Regions from separate parts of the Sus scrofa genome. Here regions 2 and 3 are each linked to region 1. The links are chromatin contacts, called in public HiChIP or PLAC-seq and promoter capture Hi-C maps. All regions are on one chromosome and are shown on one strand. The core of a region is the stretch at or near the end of the contact, and the rest is flanking DNA. Distances in the headings are between cores, read along the strand shown.

Region 1 (4,165 bases), core at 758-3,257:
GACATTTAAAAAACTTGATTCTATAGAGCTATCAAAATGGTGGAAGGGAAGTTACTCCGAATTTGATTGACTGATGCCTCCAAGAATTACACTTTCTAGATGCAGAGCTTGCATTTACAATTTTAGCAGGATAGGAAGGTTGCTCAGAATTGGGGTTTACCATTCAAAGTGCAGGGGCCATAGGCTTGAATTTCCAAGGAGGGTCCCCAACACAAATCTAACTGAAGGACCTAATTTCTCTTCCAACATGCAGAAGTTGAGGCTTTACAATTTCAGGATGATTCAGCTTAGTGGCAACATTTTACCCACTACTGAGTGTGTATCTTCTGTGTATGCAGGCATTGCCAACCTCAAACGCCAGACTGGTTTGGTTCTGGTAGCAGCAACTGACTTTCCAGAAACAAACCAAAGACAAAGCAAGAAACAGTGTAGAGGTTTTTTTTTTTTTTTTGGAAGGGGCTGGGACAAGGGAATTTGTGGAGAGTGGTGGTGAGGCTGGGAAGTAGAAAATCTGGGGATAAGGAGGCCTGCCAAAGCCCAGAAAACTGGCAAAATCCTTGATTCATTCTGAACCCAATGTGTTTCAGGGTTTGTACTGTGGTTAAATGGGGGAACAAGGTGTGCTGACATTTAAATTAAGGTAGAAATGCTGATCAGTGGTAGTGACTTAGGCAGAACAAATGATTTCCTTACCTTGGGAAGGGGGTGTGTACAATAACCTGTTTTGAACCTTGGACTGAAAGATAAGACAAACACATACCGTTTAATTTCATGCTACAGTAAACATTTTTTGTACAGATTCTTTAAACCAGGGGTTGGAATTTTTAAATTGAAAATACTCAGTGAACAGTTCTCAGTCATTTCTTTATATATCCACTCACTTATTCAACAGAAGCTTATGGAGCGCCTATTCTGTGCTACGCACGGCTGGCCGAGCCATCACAGAAGTGGTCCCTGAGGCCAAGGAGTTGACAGTCTAGACCAGTCAGTATAGGAGTTAAATAAAACTCTGGCATCATTGCTACTGCGGTTGCCTTCGGTGAGGATCAGCTCCTCCAATTCTCCCACGTGGTCCCTGCAGGTAAGTGTGGGTGTGAACGCGTGTGACTCCCGGTGTTTGGGGAGTGTGAGAGGGCACGTGTGTCAGAATGGCGCGTGTCACAGTGCGCGTGCTGGTGTCCGCGTGGTACGCGTCTCCATAGCGGCCCAGACCGGCTGTGCGGCTTCGGGAGGCTTGTGTCGCCCGCCTACGTACCGGAGGCGGCCCGGGAACCACCCCTCCAGCGCGATTGTGAGTGAGCGCGGGAGCACGCGTGCGCAGCCGTGCAGGACGGGGGAGGGGCGCGCCGCCCTGGCAGGGGCGCGCGCAGGCGCACAGCGCGGCAGCCGGGCCACGGCCGCCGCAGAGCGCCGGGGGCGGGAGGAGTGAACCAAGGAGGCCATGGCCGCCGCCGGCTGCTGAGGAGCTCGGCCCGCGAGCGCCTGCCGCCGCGGACGATGGTGACCACACGGGTCGGGTCGCTGCCGCCGCCGCTGCCGCCGCCTCCCAAAACGCAGCATCTAAGGCCCGGCGTGGAGGAGCCGCCGCTGTGAGCCGCGCCGTCCCGGTCCCCGCCGCTGCCGCCCGAGGAGAACGGGAGGGTCGGCGAGAGAGCCGGGGAATTGCGGAGCCCGTCCGTTCGCCGCGGTGCTGCCCCGCAGGGAGGGAGGCCGCAGCCCGAGGTGACTGAGCCGTCCGCGCCGGCCCGCCCCTTCCCATCCCCGCGCCCCTGTCGGCATCCCACATCTTCTGTTCCCCTCTCCCTTCCCCCATGCCGTGGCCCGTTCTGTCCTCTTCTTCCCCTTTGCCCCTTCCCCCCTTGCCCCCTCCTCTTTTCCCAGCGGCGGCGGCGGCGGCGTCCACAGCCCCTCTTAACCCGCAGCGCCCCCTCCCTCCCAACCGCCAGCCCCGCCCGCGGTCCTCCTGCGCCCCCCCCCCCCCACCCGCTTCGGCTCTCTCCGACTCTGCCCTCCTCTCCCGGGGCGGGCTCAGCCCCCTTCCCAGCTCTCGGGCCTTGTCCGCCGCCTCTCCACTCCTCCACCTTCCTGGAGCGATCCCTCATCTCCTCCGGCATTCCTAAGGTGCCCTCACTTAGCGCGCTCCTCCTTCGCCTCCCCAGTACCCCATTTCGGGGCCTTTTCTAAACCCCTTCCTGAGCGTCCCCTTTCTTTGCCCCTTTCCAGCTCTTTTCCTCCAGTCCCAACTTCGAACTTTTCCTCTTTTGCGTCTTTGTCCACTTTGCTTCCAAGCTTCCCCCCTCTTTCCTTTTTCCCTACTCTTTTTTGGTTTACGGAGCCCCAAACTCAGCTTCCGCCCTTTCCTTGGGTTTGAGGTTGTTTAGGGGTGCGGAAAGGCCTGCCAACTCATTCGTCGAATGGGGACCCATTTACTGTGCATCCCATCTGTCAGTCCTTTTTCTTTCTTTTTTTTTTTTACAGTAAGAGCTCTCTCACCCCTTCCTTTTTTTCACCATCGCTTCGTGTCTCGTTTGCCTTCCTTCCCTTCTGCATCCCCCTCTACTCTTGCTTTTTCCCAACCGAGAACCCTGAGATCCTTGCCGCTCCCTTCATGAATGAGTCTCCTTTCTGTTCATGGATGAAGAACTTTGCCCGCCTCTTTCTTCAGAAGCTTTTTGGTGCGTGGCATGGCGGAGCCAGCACCCTTGGCCAGACAGAAGGGGAGCTCCCTGGCACGGGCCTCTCTCCTGGCAGAGTTTTTGTGAACGTAATCCCCTAGCCCCGCGGCGGCAGCGGCCCGGCTGCTGCTGCGTTGCCTGCTTTGCAGCGAGCTGGGTTGGGGTTACTATAGTTCAAACGCAACTGAGATCAGCAGGCGTCGGGGGGGGGGGCGGGGGAGGAGGTTCTGGGAGAGAGGAAGGGGGCTTTGCTGTGGGAAGGCATCAAAGATTAATGGATGGCTTTGCATTGCAGTGTGCAGTAAACAGGAAACTAGTTTGAAAGCAGAGGAGAGGCATTTTTTTTCCTCCAAATTTTTAAAAATACGGACTGTGCAGTTCTAGTGAATCTTGAATCCTGCCCAAAAGATGAGCTGTCTATGCTGCAGTGGTGACCCAGGCTGAACGCCCAATGGCAGAGATAGCAGTTTTTATTTCCTCTGTCTGGCTGCTTAAGTCTAAACATGGCCCTTGTATTCAGAGTGGACTCCCTATCTTTGCTGATTTGGGGATAACCAGCAACCACCGAATTGCTAGTAGTTTTTGTGGAAATCAGGTACTTACAAAGTTAGCTAGCAATGAGTGGGAGTGGGGGAGCACCAGCTATATTTAAAACGTGTTCCGATGCTTATGTAAGAAGTGTGTTCTTCTCCCGGGTATCTCAATTTTTGGATGAGTTTGCTTATGATTTTAGGCTTTACCTCTGCCCAGTAACATTTTCAGGGCTTACCATCCTAACATATGGACAATCAGAAAATCTGTCTTTCTTAAGATTGGCTTTAGCTGATGGTAGTTTTTTTCTTTTCCCAGATTGGATTGGACAGAGGGATGCAATTGATGGTAAATGATAGTTTTTGTTTTTCTTGTGGGGAGGTAAAAAGGTGTCAAATACTTTCTAAATATTGTACTGGAATAATTTTAAATTGGGCTCTATGGCATTCTTATTTTTGTTGTATATTGGAGATGTGAATTCTCTTCATTTTTTGGTAAGGTAACATTTTCCTTTTCTGTTTCTTATTTGACAGTTCTTCAGCAGATGAGAAGAGGAAGAGCTATGACTTTAAAAACTTAAATTTTTCATATTGTTCAGGATGATTTGTTTGATATCTTTATATTCAAAACCAAAATGTAGTGTTTTCAGGAAAGTGTAGAATGAGGCCCCCCCTGTGTTTGCTAACCCAGAAACATGAATGGTGAATTGTGTTATACTTGTACAGGACATTCTTGTGTCCGTAAGTAGCAATTTGCTGCTTCCAAGCCTGGGAAAGTCATTTAATTAAATGGTGTGATCCTGTTTTTGGTTAGCTTTTGTTGAGCCTTTTTATCCGTTATTGAAAAGAAAGTATGGATTTTTTTTTTTTTTAAGCTCTTTTACTTTGTAAAGCATCTTTAACTTTGAGTCACATTTAGTTTCCATTACTTGCTGAGACAGTTTGCCCTAGTGTAACTTT
Region 2 (4,165 bases), core at 912-3,411, 1.4 Mb after region 1:
CTTCAAAGTAACTCCGCCAATAAAACACAAAGCTGGAGGCGAACTGGGAGACCACATGAGTCATGAACTTACTTGCAAAAGGCACATTGGGTGGAACAAGAAAAGAGAAAATACATGACATTAATTCAACACCATTACAGGGTCTGTGGGTGTAACAGAGAGATAACACAAACTGACCAACAAGCTGAGAGATAAGATAGGTTGGGCCATGAAAAACTATTTTATCATTTATATATCTGAAATGCAGGGATGGGAGTGGGGTGGACTGGGAGTTTGGGGTTAGTAGATGTAAACTATTACATTTAGAATGGATAAGCAATGAGGTCCTACTGTACAGCATAGGGAACTATATCCAATCTCTTGAAATAGAACACGATGAAAGATAATATGAGAAAAAGAATATACGTATGACTGGCTCACTTTGTTCTACAGCAGAAATTGGCACAGCACTGTAAATCAACTATACTTTAATAAAAAAATTTAAAAAGAGAGAATGATTTAAAAAAATGCAGCCTGCCTCTCCTTCTAGTCCTATAAGTAACTTACTAATACCAAATTTTTCTCCATAGGCAATAATGTTAATTTATGGTTCAAGAGGATTTTTTTAAGTCTTAGAAGGAAGGGGATCATTGTTTTAAAAACCTACCAATTCATTATATGATCTATTTCCTGTGAGAGTTTCAACATACTGCCAAATCAAATATCAGACTTGTCTGTTTTCTACTCCATAATTAAAAGTTTAGTCTGTTTCTGGTCTTAATGTTCAATGCCAGATCAGTCTAGAAGCTAAGGTGATGGGGAACGGAGAGAAAAGAATCAGATACAGAGGTATACAGATGTCCAGCTATAGGTGAAGTACAACAGTCTAAGCTGCCATCTCTAAGTCTGTGATTATAATAAACAGAAACCAGTGCTGGGAGGAAATATTCTGAAGGAGCTAGGCCACAGAATTACCTGGCTCTTCTTTTAAACCAATTGCTCTTCCGCTTGAACACAAAGCTGTACTCATCACTCTGTCCATATGCAATCACAATATCCTCTAGTTCTTCCATTACTGTCTGGGCACATTTGGTCATTAAGTGGAGAGCACGGCTGTCGTTAGGTTTTGCAAAGTGGTGCTTCTCTGCAAACCTTCATAGGGTAGAGAGAACAGGGAAAAGGGTATGGGTCGAAGAGAGCTTGTCATTAACACCACGTATCAAAAAGGCCGTTCAAAGAGGAAGATACTGTACTAGTGCGGTAAAACCAAACATTTCACTAGCCACACACTGATCCATTTCGTTAAGAACTCTAGTTTTTTCTTACTCTGACCAACTGAGAAAAAAGGATATAAATACTAAGCCTCTCTTTCCTTTTCTGTGAAATGGGGATAAAGTTACTTCATAGACTTGTCCTTAAGATTAGACGGAGATTAATATAACTATGCCTGGGTCCTTGGAAGTACTCAATAAATCTTAAAGGAGCACTTCTTAAGACTTACATTCCCACCTGTTACACTTCTTTTTTCCTGAGAAAGTTCCATTTTGAGGCCAGTCCATGACTTTTAATGAAATAAGAACATACAGTGTTGCCCACAGCAAAGCCTCAACAGGCCGCTGAAGAGTCAGGCCGCAGATACCTAGCCAACAAGATAGCTCGGCAAAGGCTGAAGAGCTGAAATAATGCACCCGAGGGTGCCTCTTCCCACTAGGGCCGTGCTAACGGTTACGCCAGCCCAGCTCCTCACAAGTGGAGTACCCTGTCTCATTTAACTACAACGATCCCCTCACGTTCAAGCAAATTGCAACAGGCACGTAGGTTGATGCTCAATGCCATGCGCTCATTGGCTGCTGCGTTACTCTGGTAACCATGAGCTGGGGCTGAGACAGAGGTGTTGGACTCCCCGGAAGCGCTGGCGAACCATGCAGCTCCGAGCCGAACTCGCTTACCGATGGAAATTCCTGCCGTCCAGCCGCACCACCACCCAGCAGTGGGCCAGGCATGTGTCGTCAGCCTCGAAATCTCGCACATACTCGAACTTGCTCTTTGCCATGATCGCCCCCAATTTCAAGTACCGTCTCAGAGTGACGGAAGCGGCAGCCAAGCAATCGCCAACCTTAACGTTGCTAGCTGCCCACATTTCCCCACGGAAGGGAAAGGATCCGAGAGCCCCGCCCCGGAAGTTCCTGTGACTTTTCGTGGCCGCTCTAGCTACAGTGGAGGCCAGCCCTCCTCTCGCCTCTCCTTGTAGTTCTTAACCGATTTCCTGGCTGGGAAGGAGGATTCTTTTCTTCCCTTTAGTACTACGCGCGTGGTTGCTCACCTATCTCTTCCCGGTCCTGCAACAAATCATTCTCATAAAGTGTTAAAAAATTCATTTCTAGCCAAGTCTGAAGGTTTAGTTGTGATTTTTTTCTTTCTAAATGTCATTTATTAATTTGTTGTAGAAAATGTGGAATATATCAAAAAACACAGTTACGAAAATCAACACCATGTGTCCCCTCTCCCTGTTAAAGCATTGTGGATGGGTCCTTCCAGTCCTTTTTTTGTATATGTGTTTTCACACAGGGAACATACAAAATTGGAATCAGAAGCCTACACAATTTTTATATTTATTCTATTCACCTTGAGCATTTTCCAACGTCATTAAATATTCCAAAGTATGGCTTAAAAAAAAAAAAAAAAAAAAAAAAACCAAAACAAAACGTCTCAATTCCGACATAGGTAGTCCCAAATTAACTCATTCAACTTTTTCACAAAGACCCGATGTTTGATTTCTTGTTGCTGGTAAATACTAGTGACAATAAGACTTTAACATTTGTACTTTTTGAAAACATTACCTACTTACATTTTTTTTTTTTTTTTTGCCTCAGGAAAATATCATTCAAATAATGTAAAAGGATATATGTTGAAAAGTAAATCTCTCACTGACTCCTAATTAAGCAATTACTGTCACTAGTTTCTCATCTTATACATTCATCCAGAAAGAAATATAGAGATAGAGATGTATTTTGTTTCAGGGCAAATTATGCTTAGAGACTGAGACTGTCTTTGCCAGTATTTTATTTACTACAAGTTTACTGTGGGAATTATATTTCTACAAGCCAATAGCAAACAGGACATGCCTCTTAATAACCTACAAAGAAATAACATACTCCAAATTATAGATTGATTACACCACTGTTCCAGGCAAGGGGAGATAAGAGAAATAAAGTCCAAATTCAGTTGAAATATATCTTTCCTATGAAATTCTTTCTCAGGAGAGTAGACCTAGCCAACCATGGGCTCATGTGTGGCTCCCAGCTAAATGAAAGTGACAAGTCCCCTCTTACTGGAGCATGTTACTAGGGAATGAGGCCCAGAATTGAGGGGCAAGATGATCTTTGCAGTATCCCTGCACAGCTTATGCCACTGCCTATAAAAGGATCACCTTTATCCAAGCAGGAGCTAATGCCCCAAGGGTCTTCAGAGAGCTGTTTAGGTCAACAAAGAGACAACTTGCCCAGACCAAAACCGTCCTATAGTCCTCAAAAACTCTGGGTACTTACAGTCTAAGTCTCCTCACCATAGCTGCTTCTTAGGTTTTTTTGATAAGCTCCCAGTGGGGCCCCTCAGCACCTGAGCTACTGAGTGCTTATCAATGACTATAGATGAGATGACGACATCCTGACACAACTTCCTTCATTCTTATAGCAAAACAACTTTACTTAAAAACTTCTTTTTTTGGTCTTTGCCCTAAAGAAGTAGATTAAAACAACTTCACTTAAGTCACAAACAAGTGGATTTGAAATCATAGCAAACCACTTTGAGGTTTCTGGAGGAGCCTAGGCCAGTAGATGAGAAGGAGCAGTGATGTGGTGTACCTGAGGAAAAGGTGAGGTAACTCACTGCGATCCTCCTCAGCCGTTGGGGCCTGGAAAAGGTCACCATCGTTATCAATCCCATAAGAAGGATCTCAGAGGTTGCGGGGGAGAGGGGGTGTAGAGTTGGGAGATGCCTCTGAGGTCATTGGGAAAATAAAGTCACCCCTCCTAGAGAGGATCTGGAGACAGAGCTAGAAGGGCCAAAGGGAGCCCTATTCTCCTCTTCAAGGGGTCCTTAGAGGATCAGGCTGGTGCTAAAAATGCCCCCAGGCACCATGCCAACCCAGGAAGAGAGGACTTCCCATCACCAGGCCAATTACACA
Region 3 (4,165 bases), core at 1,129-3,628, 1.2 Mb after region 1:
CACAGGATGGCAACTCTGGAATAAGTCAAGACACTTTCACACTTGGTATTGTAGCAGCAGATAACAAGATTGTACTCTCTGGGTAACTCTGGTGAAGCTGCTTGAATTGCTATAAAGGCGCAAACAGGTCTAGGGTGGGGAATGTGGTTATTTTTATGCTAGGCCTATTCTGCGGGTGTACCCTGAACCCACTTGTTTGAAAGTTAACTCGCTCAGCTTTTATTTATGCAAAGCAGTTTCTCCTTTTCATCTCCCCTGGCCACATTCCACCCTTTGAATCTTGCTTGGGCTGGACAGTCCTTTCAACAGGAAACATCTGAAAGCCAGATTTCTCTACCTACCTCTGCTCATGTTTAACTACCCTCCCCACTCACCTCGTCACCTCTCCAACTCACTTCCATCTGTCTGCCAGAGCACAGCTGTCTTCTCTCAGCTTTGCTTTTGCACCTTTTCCGCTTTTTTGTACTTTTCTGCCTGGCAATTCTTTCAATCAATTTTGCTTGTCTTGGGCCTTAATCTCAAAGTCTTGTTGAAATCCTTTTCGAAGCTGCTTCTAGTTATTAAATAGATGCAATACGAAGAGGTGATTTGACCTGAAGACTAACCAGGGGTCAGAGGTTCTAGATTCTTGATTTGGGATCATTGTTACCTAGCTTCATTACTAGCAGCTATCAATTTCACGTCTCCTTTGTGAATTAGAGTTTTCATCGGTTCCCCACCCTACACCAGGAATTCTTTTCTTGCAGAATTTTCTTCTTTTGGTCAGCTTTTTAATCACTGAAGTTTCAGCTTAAATAAAATGTCCTCAGAGAGACTCTAAATATTCCATAATGTTATTTTCCTCAAACATCACTCTCCACAACATTATCTCCCGTTTTCTTCAAGCACTTTCTATCAGCAATTATCTTAAATGTTTCCTTGATCACTATGTTTCCTCCAAAGACCTTTAAGATCCAAGAGAGCTGAGGCCTTGCCTGTCTTCTTCCCAACTGTATTCCTCACTCCCCACACATAGAAAATGCTCAATAAAAATTTGTACAGTGAGGAGTTCTCCCTGTGGCTCAGCAGGTTAAGAACCCAACACAATGCCCACAAGGATGTGGGTTAGACCCCTGGCCTCTCTCAGTGGGTTAAGAATCCAGTGTTGCCACAAGCTGCAGCTTAGGTCGCAGATGAGACTCAGACCCGCTGATAATGTGCCTGTGGCGCAGGCCAGCAGCTGCAGCTACGAGGGGACCCTTAGCCTGGGAACTTTCACATGCCACAGTTTTGGCCGTAAAAAGAAAAAAATGTACAATGAAAAGAACTGTAAAGTTTAATTAGTTGGACCACAGGAACTTCAAAGTTGCCCAACTCAAAAATGAGTCAAGAGGAGTTCCCGTCGTGGCGCAGTGGTTAACGAATCCGAATAGGAACCATGAGGTTGCGGGTTCAGTCCCTGCCCTTGCTCAGTGGGTTAACGATCCGGCGTTGCCGTGAGCTGTGGTGTAGGTTGCAGACGCGGCTCGGATCCTGCGTTGCTGTGGCTCTGGCGTAGGCGGGTGGCTACAGCTCCGATTCAACCCCTAGCCTGGGAACCTCCATATGCCGCGGGAGTGGCCCAAGAAATAGCAACAACAACAACAATAACAACAACAACAAAAGACAAAAAAAAAAAAAAAAAGAGTCAAGAGAAAAATGAAGTGACAACTATTGCAATAAAACACTGAATGTGGTAAGAATATTCACCTGACAAGTTCTTGGGCCTGTCATAAGTATTGTGCTGCTGTTTTTCTACAATTTCCCATGGAATGTGAACTGAGTTTCCGAGCTTTATAATAAAGTAACAAGGATAGCAGGTAGTTGCCTAAATATCAAAGCACTGTGTCAAAGAGTGGAAAAAGTTTTGAAACACAACCTATTCAATTTACAAGGATGGAAAAAGTTTTGAAACACAACCTATTCAATTTACAAGGATGGAAATTAAAGCCCAGAGAAGGAAGTATATTTAGACATTTGGAACCAAATACAGAGTAGCTTCTGCAAATGAGTAATACATAGGCCAATCACACTTCCTTATAATCATTATTAACATAATAATACCTTATGTTTGAAAAGCAAGTTTGAGTGTGGCAAGATTCTACACCCCTGGTTCTGAAACGTGAGCATGGAGGATTTGTTAAAGTACAGAGTGCCGAGCCCCACCCCCAGAGTTTGAGATTCTGTGGCTCAGGGGGCTCGGGAGGGGCACGGAGAACCCCGAGAGCTTAAGAGGAAGCACACTAACCTTACCTCTCCAACTCTCCCTGTTTAACTGTCCCGCTTGGCGCGCAGAGAGAACTACAAGTCCCAGCGTGCCCTGCGCGCAGCCGGCGGAAAGGCAGGCACTTCCGCTCCACGCAGCGCCTCTGCCCCCGCGTCTCGACGTGTCACTGGCGGCGCCGCGGCTGTGGCAAGAGAAGGAGCTGACTGGGGGAGTTTGAGGCGGCGGGCGGCGGCAGCGACCCAGGCCTGGATCAGCCCCGACGCGGAAGTGTTCCGGGGTCCGTGGGGAGCAGGAGAGGGGGTAGCGGCCCGGCCCGCTCGGGGCACGATGTTGAACATGTGGAAAGTGCGGGAGCTGGTGGACAAAGCGTGAGTATCGGGGGGCAGTTGTGGCCCAGGCCCACGCGGGAGAAGGGGGTGGGTGGGAAGGAGCCGGCCCTGCGCGCGGGGCCGCCAGCGTCACGCCCCCCGGCTGGTTGGCCCCATCATGGCGGCGACCGGTTGTCTCCCCGGCCCCGGGCCGCGTCCCAGTCCGCGAGTCTGGGAAGGGACCCTTCCTCTTTGGAAACATCCTCTTAGCCGCATTCTCTCCTGCCCAGGCGTTCCTCACCCTGTCCCTACCCTCACCCTTCCAGCTATAAACGCTTTAGTCAGGGGGGTGAGCAGGGTTGTCTTGAGCTGGGTCGCTGCCCTGGCCGGAGAGCTCTCTTGGCTGCGGGCTTTGGGCTTTGCTTCTTGGGCAGCAGCGAACGCTTGGGGTTAGGGGACCTAGTTCACGGGTTCTCTGCGCCCCTCATTGTGGTGCGGAGACCTTAGGTTTGGTCACGATGTGTCCTTTACCTTGCTGGGTTTCTTTTAATCCTTAATGAACCTGGTGTGTTGGAGTGGGTGGTAGGTGTAACAAGTGGCCGTTGTGGTCAGACTGAAGTTACTCAAGAGGCGACTCATCCTTTGCTTGTCTAATACGAGTGAGAGTAGATCACCACATAACTTACTGTGATTCTTTCTTTCTGATCCTTTTCCCCTACACTTCATTTCCCCTCAAGAAGAAAGCAACCCAGGTTTATATCCTGTTGATCCACTTTTAACTCCCCTGACAGGTAAAATGACTAATACATAGTTGATTTTTTTCTTTAAAACTTAAGTGATAACTTTAGTGTCTTACTACCACTAGGGAAACCTTAACACTTAAAGTGAATATATTACAGTGATGTAACAGGGGTTAAGTAAGATCTTCTAGGCCAGCAGGAAATAAAGTTTAGGAATTTAACCAGTCCCCTTCCTTTTGGGTTTTAGTGATGATGCAATAAGTGTGGTGACAAAAACAGTTCATTTGTGCTGCTCACCCAACCTAAAATCAGAAAGTGTAGATGGCAAATTCTTGAGGCTTTCGTGACACCAGAAGAAAATAATTCATTAAGAGGTATAAACTACTAGGTATAAAATAAATTAGATCCAGGAATGTAATGTACAGCATAGGGAATGTAGTCAGTATTTTATAATAACTTTCAAAGGAGTATAATAGAAAAATGTCAAATGATTGTGTTGTACACCTAAAAGTAATATTTTAAATCAACTATACTTCAACTTTAAAAAAAAATTCACAGTGGTTTGGATAGTGCATCAGATAGGATTTAGAATTTGACTATATTTTCAGATTTTCTATGCTACCAAGAAGGTAGTAGAGTGCCTAAGGAGTACAGGTTTTTGAACCTGCAGAGCTGGATTCAAGCTCTGTAACCTTGACAGATTAATTCATCTTTAAGTGCCCCAGTTTTCTCAGGTACATTATGAAAATAATGATAGACACTTACCTTAGAATGTTAATGAGAATTCAGGGCTAAGGGCTTAGATAGCATATAAAGCCCTTAATACAATATGTTTAGATCTGTATGCTTTTGATAATCATAGTCAGTGTTCT

Evidence for each region. Promoter capture Hi-C pulls out the DNA fragments that hold promoters and counts their contacts. HiChIP or PLAC-seq counts read pairs in DNA pulled down with a chosen protein or histone mark.
Region 2: a contact with region 1 is called in a promoter capture Hi-C map of liver, with 10 times the contacts expected there. The contact joins the promoter of THG1L here to the promoter of RNF145 in region 1. A contact is called at or near these places in 2 of 5 promoter capture datasets (fetal liver and liver) and 1 of 2 datasets of contacts at active chromatin or transcription factors (skeletal muscle).
Region 3: a contact with region 1 is called in an H3K27ac HiChIP or PLAC-seq map of alveolar macrophages. The contact joins the promoter of CLINT1 here to the promoter of RNF145 in region 1. A contact is called at or near these places in 1 of 5 promoter capture datasets (liver) and 2 of 2 datasets of contacts at active chromatin or transcription factors (alveolar macrophages and skeletal muscle).

Annotation. Positions count from the first base shown.
Region 1 is chr16:64,249,765-64,253,929 of Sscrofa11.1, forward strand. RNF145 (RING finger protein 145) reads left to right here and starts at 2,008. Exons shown (of 11, transcript XM_021077056.1): 1 at 2,008-2,121. LOC102162058 reads left to right here and starts at 1,149. Exons shown (of 4, transcript XM_021076824.1): 1 at 1,149-1,186; 2 at 1,322-1,722; 3 at 3,525-3,554; 4 at 3,740-4,165. The coding sequence starts at 1,149. The coding sequence ends at 3,786.
Region 2 is chr16:65,608,458-65,612,622 of Sscrofa11.1, forward strand. It overlaps THG1L (probable tRNA(His) guanylyltransferase), which reads right to left and starts at 2,162. Exons shown (of 6, transcript XM_003134104.4): 1 at 1,929-2,162; 2 at 955-1,131; 3 at 1-71. The coding sequence starts at 2,119.
Region 3 is chr16:65,495,105-65,499,269 of Sscrofa11.1, forward strand. CLINT1 (clathrin interactor 1) reads left to right here and starts at 2,379. Exons shown (of 12, transcript XM_021076894.1): 1 at 2,379-2,613. The coding sequence starts at 2,573. LOC110257284 (a long non-coding RNA gene) reads right to left here and starts at 2,365. Exons shown (of 5, transcript XR_002339697.1): 1 at 2,272-2,365.